Linked DNA regions of Cricetulus griseus: all the other regions are linked to region 1. A link is a contact called in public Hi-C and Micro-C data. All regions are on one chromosome and are shown on one strand. The core of a region is the stretch at or near the end of the contact, and the rest is flanking DNA. Distances in the headings are between cores, read along the strand shown. Region 1 holds the start of Hes1 (transcription factor HES-1). Region 2 has its middle 25 kb from the start of Cpn2. Region 3 has its middle 68 kb from the start of Cpn2.

Region 1 (3,680 bases), core at 569-3,068:
GTGCGGCTGCCCGGGGTAGGTCATGGCGTTGATCTGGGTCATGCAGTTGGCCAGGTGGCCCAGCAGCCGAGTGCGCACCTCGGTGTTAACGCCCTCACACGTGGACAGGAAGCGGGTCACCTCGTTCATGCACTCGCTGAAGCCGGCGCGGTACTTCCCCAACACACTCGGGTCTGTGCTGAGCGCGGCTGCAGGCCAGAAGGAGAAAGGACAGGTCACCAAACAGCCCTGGCTCCGGGGCCACTGCCTCCCGCCCTGGGAGGTCCCCGCTGAGAGCCTCCGGAACCATCTGGGGTTGGGAGGGTGGGGTAGGCTAAGAACAGCCAGCTCCTTCTCTCTAGGTTGGCGACATAAGCCAGGACACTCCCTCCATTTAAACCGATCTCAGCTCCAGATCTGCCACCTCTAGCCCCGCGCGCTACGTGACCTTGGGCAATGCCACCCAAGGCGCTTTCCAAGTCCCACTTCCCCTCCTGCGGCAGCGGTTGGACGGGTGCTAAACCAGTGACCCCTAGCTTCTATCCAGCCCCAAACCGCCTCAGTCCTAAGTCCTTTCGCCCTCACCAGCTTCCACCACAGCCAAGCCGCCCACCACCCTCTCGGCTACAACCTCTCCCTCCCTTTCCGGAGCAGTAACAACTTGGGAGTTGTGGCTATAAATAAGACCCAGACCGTGGGAACGCGGAGTGAGCCAAGGCAGTAAAATGTAGCTGAATGCCTCTCACAACCGCGGGCGGAAGTCTGGAAGAAATCACCGCGGGCCGAAAGGGACACCCGCAGAGAGGGGACGCACGCGCGGTCCTCACCGGTCATCTGCGCCCGCTGCAGGTTCCGGAGGTGCTTCACTGTCATCTCCAGAATGTCTGCCTTCTCCAGCTTGGAATGCCGGGAGCTCTACGCAGAGGAAACAAGGGAAGAAAGTGAGACCCCCCCTTGTCAACTGCCTCTTGTTCTGAAGGTCCCCAACCCCGCCCGCATGTCCCACATCCCAGGGCCCTGTGGGAGAGGCCCGAACCTCCCTCCCGCCTAGGGGAAGGCAGTGCTGGCGGGGTAAGATCCTCACACAGCAGGGGAAGAGTCAGGTTCTTTGTGCCTGAGAAATACCACTGCATTCGTAATAATAATGATAATAATAATAATAATAATAATAATAATAATAATAATATGCATTGCTCACTTACATCTTTCTTAAGTGCATCCAAAATCAGTGTTTTCAGCTGGCTCAGACTTTCGTTTATTCTTGCCCTTCGTCTCTTCTCCATGATAGGCTTTGATGACTGCAAAGGAAAAAAAAAAAAAAAAACCGGGGGTGAGGGTTGAGCTCCCATGGGATCTGCCATTTCACCCCGAGGTTTTAAGAGGGAAAAGTACGAGGAGCCCCTCCGCGCATAGCCTACGTAATAGCTTCAGAGAGACGCAGGTACTGTCTTACCTTTCTGTGCTCAGAGGCGGTCTTTGGTTTGTCCGGTGTCGTGTTGACACTGGCTGGGGTAGCAGCCACCGGGGACGAGGAATTTTTCTCCATTATATCAGCTGGCATTTTCTTTCTCTTTTTCTTTCTTCTCAATCCCCAGAGAATTTTATTTTTGGAATCCTTCACGCAAAAAATATTTTTTTGCTTATGCCCCTTTTACTTGACTTTCATAAGAAAAACTACTGAGCAGCTGAGGGTTTAGTATGTCTTAGGGCTACTTAGTGATCGGTAGCGCTATTCCAGGACCAAGGAGAGAGGTAGACGGGGGATTCCGCTGTTATCAGCACCAGCTCCAGATCCTGTGTGATCCGCAGGCCCTGGCGGCCTCTATATATATCTGGGACTGCACGCGAACGGCTCGTGTGAAACTTCCCAAACTTTCTTTCCCACAGTAACTTTCAGCCAATGGGAGGAAGAGACACGCGGCACCGCTCGTGGACTGCGCCCCCCCATTGGCCGCCAGGCACAAGGTCTGGCGGCCAATGGCGCGCGCCTGAGCCCGGGGCACCGGAGGCTACAACGTCAATCAAAAGGATTTTAACCCTTTGCTGACTCCTCTGGGCTTTGCTTTAGAAAGGACTTTTCCGCCATGGCTTTGGTATAGTCTATTTCTTTTGTGGCCAGGTCTTTGGATTTTTATTGTCTTTGCCACGTGCAATATAACTACTTTGTATAGTAAGTTCATTTGAAAAACATTTTGAGAAAATATAGGAAAAGACATAATTTAGTGATTTAAAAACCAGGGAACTCGCGCAAGGGTGTGTTACTCTAACGTCCAAAGTGAATTCTCTAATTCTGTATGCTCAGGGGAGTGAAAACTGCTCATGCAGGGGGGGAAAGCAATACCCAAACCCCCAAACTAATCACTCCCTCACCACCACCACCCCAAAAGAGAAGTGCCTTCACAGGCAGGTTTTTTGGAGCAAGATGGCTTTTGGATGTCTGCCCCTTCCCCGCCCCCCAGCTTGCTTCTCATTCCTCTCCTGGGAATGGGGCATTGGACCTCACGCTTCTCCAGGAAACAATCAGAATAATTTCCTACTGGGCAGAAAGGAAATGGAATTTCAAATGAAAAATGAACAAGAGGGGCTTTGATAGCAATGCCACAAGGGCGCGCGCTCCTTCGCCACTCTATACCTTTCTCCCCCGCAGGCTCTCGGTTGGCAGTACCGAGAGGCGGCAGGCAGGGAGCCGGCCTCTCCCCTCCTCGCCCTGCGGGCGGCCATAGGCGGCCTCTGCGCCCGGCGTGCGAGCCCTTTAAGAGCTCCACCAGCCGAGCTGCAGTTTGACATCAGCCGGCCGGCGAGGGCGCGCCTGGAGTCGGAGCACGTGCCAGGATGTTTTATTGCCGCCGCGGCTGCGGCCGGACCCAGAGGATGTGTGTGTGCGTGCGTGTGTGAGTGTGTGTGTGCGCGCGCCCCGGGGGCAGGGAGGCGGGCCGGCGGCGGGCGGCCGGGAGCGGGGGACGGCTCTAGTCCCCGGGAGAAGCCAAGAAGGTAAATAGCAGCTGCTGTGCTCGAGCCTGGGAAAACCCCGCCCCCTGCGCCTGGCCTGGGCTCATTGGCGCGCGCTGCGTGTGGGGTGTGTGTGTGTGTGTGTGTGTGTGTGTGTATGTGTGTGTGTGTGTCCGTGTGTGTCCGGGGCCCCCTCCTCCGGCCTGGGCGAGTCAGGAATCCGTGGGGGTGGAGGGTCGGGATCAGGCCCCGCGTTAGCCTCCCCCCCACCCCTCCCGCCAAGGTCAGCCCTTCCGGGTGGGGCAGCGCTCGCCCAGGGGTGGCGAGCAGGGAATTCGTGCTCCCCACCCCCAACTCCATCCCAAGCAACCCAGCCCGGACTCCGATCTTGGGGTTTGAGCGCAGCCGAAACCTCCCCGGCGACTGCGGCGGGGGAGGGACCCGGGCGGCCGCCGCGGTCACGAGATGCCTGACCGCACTTAGGAAGCGGCAGGGTCAGCCTCCTGCCTCCGCTCAGCGGCTGTGGTTACAGAGGCTTCGCGCGCCTGCCCGCTCGCCCGCCCGCCCGCCCCTTCCCGGGTCCCTCGCTGCATCCAGGAGGCCGCGGCGGACGGCGGGGAAGAGACGGGCGACTGCGTGCTGCCGGCTGGCCGGGCCGCGCGCCGGAGGAGTCGCCGCCGCCGCCGCCGGGTGCCACGTGGCGGGCGCCGGGCCGGGAGCGCCAGGGCTCTGGCGGCGGCCTCCCTGGGGGA
Region 2 (3,680 bases), core at 476-2,975, 180 kb before region 1:
AGTACCCACCTACTCCTTTGTGGACACTGAACTCTCCAGATGTATGAAGTTATGCATGGGTATTCATGTGTTTATTTAGCTTCTTACATGGGCTCTATACTATGATCAAAAAAGAACCATTCTATGCCTCCGTGTTCCCCCGAGACTACCCACAAGAATAATGGTCCTATTGCTGGAGTTTCTTTCCCATCTGGCCCCACCACAGCTTTAGCCCCAAATAAGCACACAGAGACATATATTAATTTCTAAATTGTTGGCCGATCGCTAGGGCTTCTTATTGGCTAGCTCTGTCTTAATTATTAACCCATTTCTATAAATCCATGTATTTCCACGGGGTCTTGGCTTACCAGAGAAGGGTCTGGACCTGTTACTCCTTCCTCTGCTACATAGCATCTCTCACGGTGCCTCTCTGCCTCTCTACCCAGCATTCTCCTCTTCTCCTAGCCCCACCCATCTTCCTTCCTCTTTTGGCCAAACAGTAGGACATCCCCCACCCTGGTCCAGAGGCCTCAACTGTATGGCCACTCAACACTTAGCCAAAAAACTGGACGACAACTACAAAAAAGATGGAAACCCACCATATGCTGTGGCTGGAGCTCCCTTTGGGGACAGGATGCTCAGTGCTATAGACTTGCTTCTGTTCATCCATCCCTGGGAATTCAGAAGAACAGTTACAAGCAGGTGATCACGGCTGTGAGTCTAGGCAGGGAGGGTCAGAAGCTGACAGAACCTCTAAACTGCTGCCTTGTACACCTGCTTACCTCCCACTCTCTGCTGCCATTTTCCCGTGTCTTGACTTGCTTCCTCAGCCCCTTCTATGAAGCAGAGCAGAGGCAAGGCAGAGGCAGCCCATGTCAATTTGCTACCTGACTGATGGAGACGGATCAGAGACCACAGGGACAATGAGTCACCCTGAAACCCAGGCTCTGGGGCATCTATCCTTTGGGTCTCAGTTTCTTCCATCCAATGTTCAAGATAATTGGATCCAAGAATCTGGGAAGTCCTATCTGGCCGGCAGATCTGCCACTCTTGGGGTGTCAGGAGAAGCACTCCTGCCAGCTTGGTGTGTGAGCTCTGACCAAACAGTGCTTAAAATAGCGCTTCTCAGCCGTGATATCAGAGGACTCACTCGTGTGTGTCAAAACATCGTGATTAGCAGGTGGAAGGTGGCCTCTTAGCCTGAATTTCTAGCAAGCTCCCAGCCAGCGCTCAATCTCTGCCAGCCCCGCTTATGTCCTGGGGAGTGAAAGCTCATTCACAAGACCCAGCCACAGACCTATGGCATCAGAAACTCCAGGGTGTCGCCCCAGCAGTCCATGCCTCATGCTGTCTGGCCCCCAGGTTGTTCCAATGCAGCTCAAGTTCAGAACTACCGCTGTAGGACAGCTGCTTTTGAACTTTGCTGTGGACTGGAATCTCCTACAGAGAGAGTTTTTGAAACCCTGGTGTCTGAATCCAACTCCCATATACAAATTTAATAAGCATGGGATACGACGAGGCGTCAGGATTTTAAAACACGCTTTAGGTAATCAGAATGCGCGTGGGATGTACTAAAGGCTCAGGCATCCCAGGCTCCCGGTGGTTGTTTCCGCGGTTCTCCGCAGGCTCTCCACCTGAGATGGCCGTGAGGGGGCGCCGTGGTGCCGCGGGGAAGCTCTGGGCTCCGGGCAGCTGCTGGTCCCTGCTGCAGAGGCGGTGGCTGCGCCTGGAGCGCGCGCCTCCGGGAGCCGCTCCTGGCCCAGGCTTGCACTGCGCCTGCATCTGCACCTAATTAGTGCTGGCGGCTGCTTAGCCGCGCTTGACGTTAGTGATGTGCCGGTGCTGGGGAACGCCTGCAGCCTCCCGGCACAGGTTGCTTCACTCTACCAGCTTCGCTCTCTGTCTCCTCCAGGACTCGGGCTCACCTCTGGAGCTGCGCCCTGACCCTTGCTGCCCGTTCCAACTTCGCTCCTTTAGGTTCCGTGTCCCCTTCTGAGCCTCCCACCCAGCAAGTTCCACAAGCCGAGGGACTGCAGAAACCAGCTTCTGCCTTTCCCTTTCATGGTTTCTCTCTTTTCCTTCAGCCCTTAACTGAGCTGTGTGGGTCTAAATAATAAAGGTTTTCATACACCGGGGTTGCCTCTAGTATTGTGACATATAAAGCAGGGCCCTTTTGTAAGGGACCTTTGATGTCTATAGGGGTGGGAGCTGAGGCTTGCTTCTGGGTTTTGATTTTTTTTTTAAAGGACTCTATTTTTAGGGATGGGGCTTTATCCTGGAAAGAAGGGTCCCTGTTTAGCTTCTTAGCAGGCTGGGGACATCATCCCTCCGGGGGGAGGGGGGTCCCAGCAGGCTGCTAGAGTGACCTTTATCATAAATATTCCACTTTATTCTTCATCCCACCCACCTTCCCATCTGTTTGATATTCTGCCTTCCCTGGTGTGAGGCCTCATCTGGAGACAAGCCATGTGGGGAAAAGAAGCTTGCCCACCCCTGGTCTGGAGAATGCATGCTGCCCTGCCCTGACAGTTTCCTCAGAGCCTACTTCTCAGGGGACAGAAGAGGAGTGGCAACTGAAGAGGCTGTGAGCTTCCTTCCTTGCCCCTGCCCTCATTTCCAGGGCCTGGTTTCCTCCTATGAAGCCCACCCCACTTGCTGTCCTCAGTCCAGACAGCTGGTGGAGCAGGTCCAGTCCAGGGAAACTGAGGCCAAAGAGATTAAAAGGAACTCCTCAGAGTCACACAGCTGCCTCCTGGCAGATTCCTTTTCTACGGAATTGTTCAAAGCTCTCCCCAGGGCCAGCAGTGAGGGAGGGAGCGGTGGCGGGGGTCCAGAGAGAACTGGTTTAATTTGAAGAACAGCCATCCTTCCTAGAATCCAAATGAGCAATGTCATCTCAGAGCTCTGCCTAACCTCAGGGTGTCAGAGACGGGGCCACCCCAGAATGTCATAGACTGGGCCTAGGCTAATGGGCAGAAAACAGCTACGGGCTCAGAGGGGGGTGGTTTGTCAGGCACCTAGTGTGTGTGTGTGTGTGTGTGTGTGTGTGTGTGTGTGTGTGTGTGTGATGGGATGAGGGGTCTGATAACAGGGGCAGGGGATAGATACTGTATATCAGAATGAGTTGTGCTTCCTCTAATGTGGACTCCTAAATGAAGGCTCTCAGGTGGGGCTAGGGGCTAACCAGGAAAACTTGGGCAGCCACCAGTTGGGACAAGTTTCCCTGCTGGCTTGGCCATGTGTTTGGCCAAAGCCCAGCTGGAAATGATGTCTATGAAACAACAGCTCAGGAGGATGGAACTCTGTGCTGGGTTTTGTTGGTAACTGAGGGGACATTAGGAGAGGCACTGGCTCAAGGTCATGGGACAATCGGCAGTCCAGTTGGACCTTGGGTGCAGGCTCTGGACATAGAGCCAGGTGTCCCCACTAGTGTTCTTCCCTGTGGATGGACACCCTGACCCCACTCTTTCTTTTTTTTTTTTTTTGTCAGAGTGTGCCATGTCTTGTTGAGACTGCGAAGACATTTTCAGTTGTGTCTTTCTGCTCCCAAATCTTTTTTTCCCCCTTAAAGCTCAGAGAAAGGAGACCCTGTAACCTCAGGCACCTATTCCAGGAACCCTGCCAGGAAATCATGGCTCCATTCCAGTCAACCCCCCCACATTTTATGTCCCTCCTGGTGGAGGTGGCACAAGTCCTTGGGA
Region 3 (3,680 bases), core at 640-3,139, 130 kb before region 1:
TCATCTCCCAGGACCTTCTTAGACAAGGAACTTCCCAAGGGCGTGTTGAGTGGCCCAGTGAGGAATCCAGATGAGTTCCAGGCTCATCCACTGTTTGTTCTTAGCTGTGGCAGCTATCAGGAACTAGGAGGCCGCCTCCGAGGGTCTCAAAGTAAGTGCCCACGTCCACACTTGGGAGTTCACACCCACTCTTATCTTCATCTCCTCTGATGGGCTAACAGGACTTCATCCGATTCTTTGACAGTAAGAAACAGCAGCCCCTGTAGGAGAACCGTGCTTCAGTGTGTCCAGATACATCTTAAGCGTCAAGCAACCAGGAAGGTGAACACATCTGGGAAACTGAGGCTGGGATTAGGAGAAATGACATGTGCCCACAGGCACACTACCTAGGATTTGGAGCTCTGCGTTTTTGAAGCCCTGGTCAAATAAATGCCTTTCCCTTATCCTCAGACAGCTCAGCCAGACAGGGGGCACAGGACAGATTTAGAATCAACTACCGGAAACTGGCACTCCGTGTGCTCCTGGACACAGGTTGGTGCGGCTCTGAGCCTCCACTGTGTCCCTCCTCCCACTGAGAGCAAAGAGCTGAGTGTTTGTGGACCCCTGCTGTGCTTCTCTGGCACCAGAAACAGGGTGTGCCCACTCAGCCTGGGCCTGAGGGAGTTGAGGCGGCCAGTGCTTGCTCTACCACTCTCCTCAGTGCCCGGAAGCCTGAGGGCACAAGGACTGGCTGCTTTCCCAGAAAACACAGCTCACTGCCTGCCTGTTCTGTCCTTGAGCTCAGGCTTGTGACAGGATCCAGGCTGGGGATGGTGGACAGGGGACCTTCCTCTTCCTGTGGCTTCCAAGAGCCTCCAGGCTAGCGTCTCCAGACTAGACCTCCAGGGCTGGTCCCCAGAACACACATCCCCCCGGGCGGCATGTGGCTTCATTCAGGTTGGGAGGCCTATTTCTGGGAGACAGAATAAGGGCCCCCTACCCTCCTTGATGAGTGAGTTGCTCCAAAATACCACTATGAGCAGGGGTGAGGGTGGGGGCTTGGAGGCTCTCCAGGGGACAGCCTTCAGGCTTCTGTGGTTTCTACTGACAGAGCTGGAGACACTCCCCACTCCCTGTAGCGTGTGACCCAGGCTGATGTGATACAGTTAATCAGAGGCAACTTTTTCAACTCTCTCTCTCCCCACAGTGAGCAGAAGGCCCCTTTCTCCTGCGGGGTTAGGCGTGTTGATGCATGGTGGGGTGGGGGTGGGGTGAGGGGGCACTAACTCTGAAGGAATGGCATCAAGAACAGCAGTGATCAGCCAGTCAAAAGACATTTAATCAGGATACCCCTGGGGCACTTGGTTTCTGGTGATTAAGGTCAGAGGGCAAAGAGGAGAATGAGGTCTGTTTTTAAGATGGTGTCATGTCTGTGTGGCCAGGTGGAAAAGCATGGGCCATGGGTACCGGCCAGGGGTGTGGCAAAGAAAGCAGTTGCAGTCCAGCCTGAGACTGACTCGGTGCTCTCATCTGTAAAATGGATCCTCAAAAATGTGGCACGCTCAAAAGGCACCTGATATGAACGGGCCTTTCCTACTGTGAGGTAGGGTGGGACCAGCTGATGTTGCCATCCAGCCATTATCATGCTGGACTCTAGCTGCCCAGAGGAGGGCCCAGGCCGGGGTCGCGCATCCTTCCTTCCCCACTAGGAGGAGCACTCGGCACTTGCTGAGTGAGATAGGAGTGTGTGGCAGGCCAGGGGGCGGGGGGGAGGGGGTGGGGGTGGAGAGCGTCGGTCCCCGCTGCCTGGTCCTGCCCTCCCCGCCGAGCTGGACCTCGCGTCTCCAGGGCCAGCTCTCCCTCCCGGGTGCTGGCAGGCTCTCAGAGGCCAGAGGAGGAGGTCTGGCTGCCAGGAAGGGTGGGGCTGCCAGACACTGCAGAGCCACACTGTGACCCAGCCGTCCCGGAAACGCTCCCAACCTTGGCCCTCAGCGTTCACATCCGGCCGGGAGGGGTGTCGGTCAGGCTGTCAGGGGTACATGGGATGCCTCCGAGGTCAGGCTGCAGACGATCACCAAAATGGGAAAGACCAGGCTGTTTGTTTGTTTGTTTGTTTTTTATTTCTGTCTTCTGTCTTCTTCTTCTTCTTCTTCTTCTTCTTCTTCTTCTTCTTCTTCTTCTTCTTCTTCTTCTTCTTCTTCTTCTTCTTCTTCTTCTTCTCTCCTCCTCCTCCTCCTCCTCCTCCTCCTCCTCCTCCTCCTCCTCCTCTCCTCCTCTTCCTCCTTTTCTTTTTTTAAATCTTATCCCGGGGTGAGAGGTTTTGTGAAGGGCTCGTGTGAACAGAAGCAAGCCTTTATCAGTGCCTTACTCTCTGGAGGCTTCCCCAGACTTGTGTGTAAACTTGTGTGTAAAGAAAACAGTTAATGGATATTAGAGTGTGTCTAATCTATGCCAAATTGGTTTCCTACACGAACACTTTTACAACTCAGTGTCTATTTTGTCCATTTTTATACATGATGAGAATGCAAAGGCAACAAGAGTCACATGACCAAAGTCATATTGGTCCCAGCTGTTGGATCCTGTAACACCTCCCCCCCCAATTATTCTTATCATTTTCTTTTCTCTTTCTTTTTTGAAAGCAGGACCTTAGGGTACCCATCTCTGCAAACTGCCAGCACCTGGTAGGCACTCAGTACAGTTGTGTTGAGCAGGAGCCCATGGGCACTTGGGAGGGTCTCTTAGCACTATGGACAGATGAAACAATGTAAAACATGGGGAAGATCAGAGTGGGAATGTCATGGGGCCCCAATGAACCTGGAGCTAAGGGTCCAGATTTCTTCCTTTGGTGTGATTTTTCCTTTTTCCACAGACTATGTCAGGGTCAGACTGTTTGGAGTCACAGACAGAGCCCTCATCCTGGAGAGCGAGGGTGTACCTTGTGGGAATATTCGGAAGAGGCAGAACTGAGAGTCCTTTCTGTGTCCCAGATACTCTGTGTGTGTGTGTGTGTGGGGAGTAGCTGAGTGGAAAGACACCTGCTTCCTTTGCTGACATCATTGTGGGAGGCCTTCTCACCAAATCCTGATGGAGGAGATGACGTGGACCTGCAAGTTTGGCCTGCTCAGAGTCACAGGATCTGGCCCATGCACTTGAGAAGCACGGACTCTTGTGTCATAGCTTCCAAGGATGCCAGGGCTGGTTCAGCCTTATGCAACTGGGTGTGAGAGGGGGAGGGGTACAGGAGGGCTGAGAATGGATACCCTTACTTCAACATACCCTCATTTACCAGCTATAGTCATAGATAGCTCAGCTTTCCCTCCGTGACACCCCTGCCTTGCTCTGCCTTTTTGATACTCAAGCCAGAATTGCCTTTTCCGCCCATCGCTTTGACTCTTTTGGGGGCTAGGGTTCATCTGGGCACTGATTTAGAGCCAGAAGGAATCCATGTAGAAAACATAACCCATCCCATAAACCTCAGCAGAGGGAGGGTAGTCATGTAGGTATGGGAAGTCATGAAGAGTACACATGGGGGCAGCAGCCCGAAGACTGACAAGACAGGAAGTTGCTAACATTACATACTACAGGGCCAGAGAGAAGGTGGCATTGCCAGAAGCCAGAGGGGAACTATGACCTTGGTGCAGATTTCTTGTTAGGAGTTGGGGCTCCAGGGGTGGTGGCGTTGCCAGACAAAAGGAGAGAGG

What was found. Hi-C and Micro-C count contacts between places; a contact is called where the count stands out from the background.
Region 2: a Micro-C map of the CHO-K1 cell line shows a contact between it and region 1, with 5 times the contacts expected there. The contact joins the enhancer-like site here to the promoter of Hes1 in region 1. A contact is called at or near these places in 4 of 8 Hi-C or Micro-C datasets (the CHK-Q cell line, the CHO-K1 cell line and fibroblasts).
Region 3: a Hi-C map of fibroblasts shows a contact between it and region 1, with 6 times the contacts expected there. The contact joins the enhancer-like site here to the promoter of Hes1 in region 1. A contact is called at or near these places in 5 of 8 Hi-C or Micro-C datasets (the CHK-Q cell line, the CHL-YN cell line, the CHO-K1 cell line and 2 more).

Annotation. Positions count from the first base shown.
Region 1 is chr4:59,408,225-59,411,904 of CriGri-PICRH-1.0, forward strand. It overlaps Hes1 (transcription factor HES-1), which reads right to left and starts at 1,819. Exons shown (of 4, transcript XM_027412913.2): 1 at 1,433-1,819; 2 at 1,182-1,277; 3 at 807-894; 4 at 1-188. The coding sequence starts at 1,540. LOC103164170 (a long non-coding RNA gene) reads left to right here and starts at 2,910. Exons shown (of 6, transcript XR_003484890.2): 1 at 2,910-2,970.
Region 2 is chr4:59,232,571-59,236,250 of CriGri-PICRH-1.0, forward strand. No RefSeq gene overlaps it. Among named protein-coding and RNA genes, the nearest start is that of Cpn2, 25 kb to the left of the region's middle. Within about 2 kb of position 1,726, at least 4 of the 6 cell types and tissues checked have open chromatin away from gene starts, as enhancers often do. A contact at or near this core is called in the CHO-K1 cell line and fibroblasts, where this site is marked.
Region 3 is chr4:59,274,757-59,278,436 of CriGri-PICRH-1.0, forward strand. No RefSeq gene overlaps it. Among named protein-coding and RNA genes, the nearest start is that of Cpn2, 68 kb to the left of the region's middle. Within about 2 kb of position 1,890, at least 6 of the 6 cell types and tissues checked have open chromatin away from gene starts, as enhancers often do. A contact at or near this core is called in the CHO-K1 cell line and fibroblasts, where this site is marked.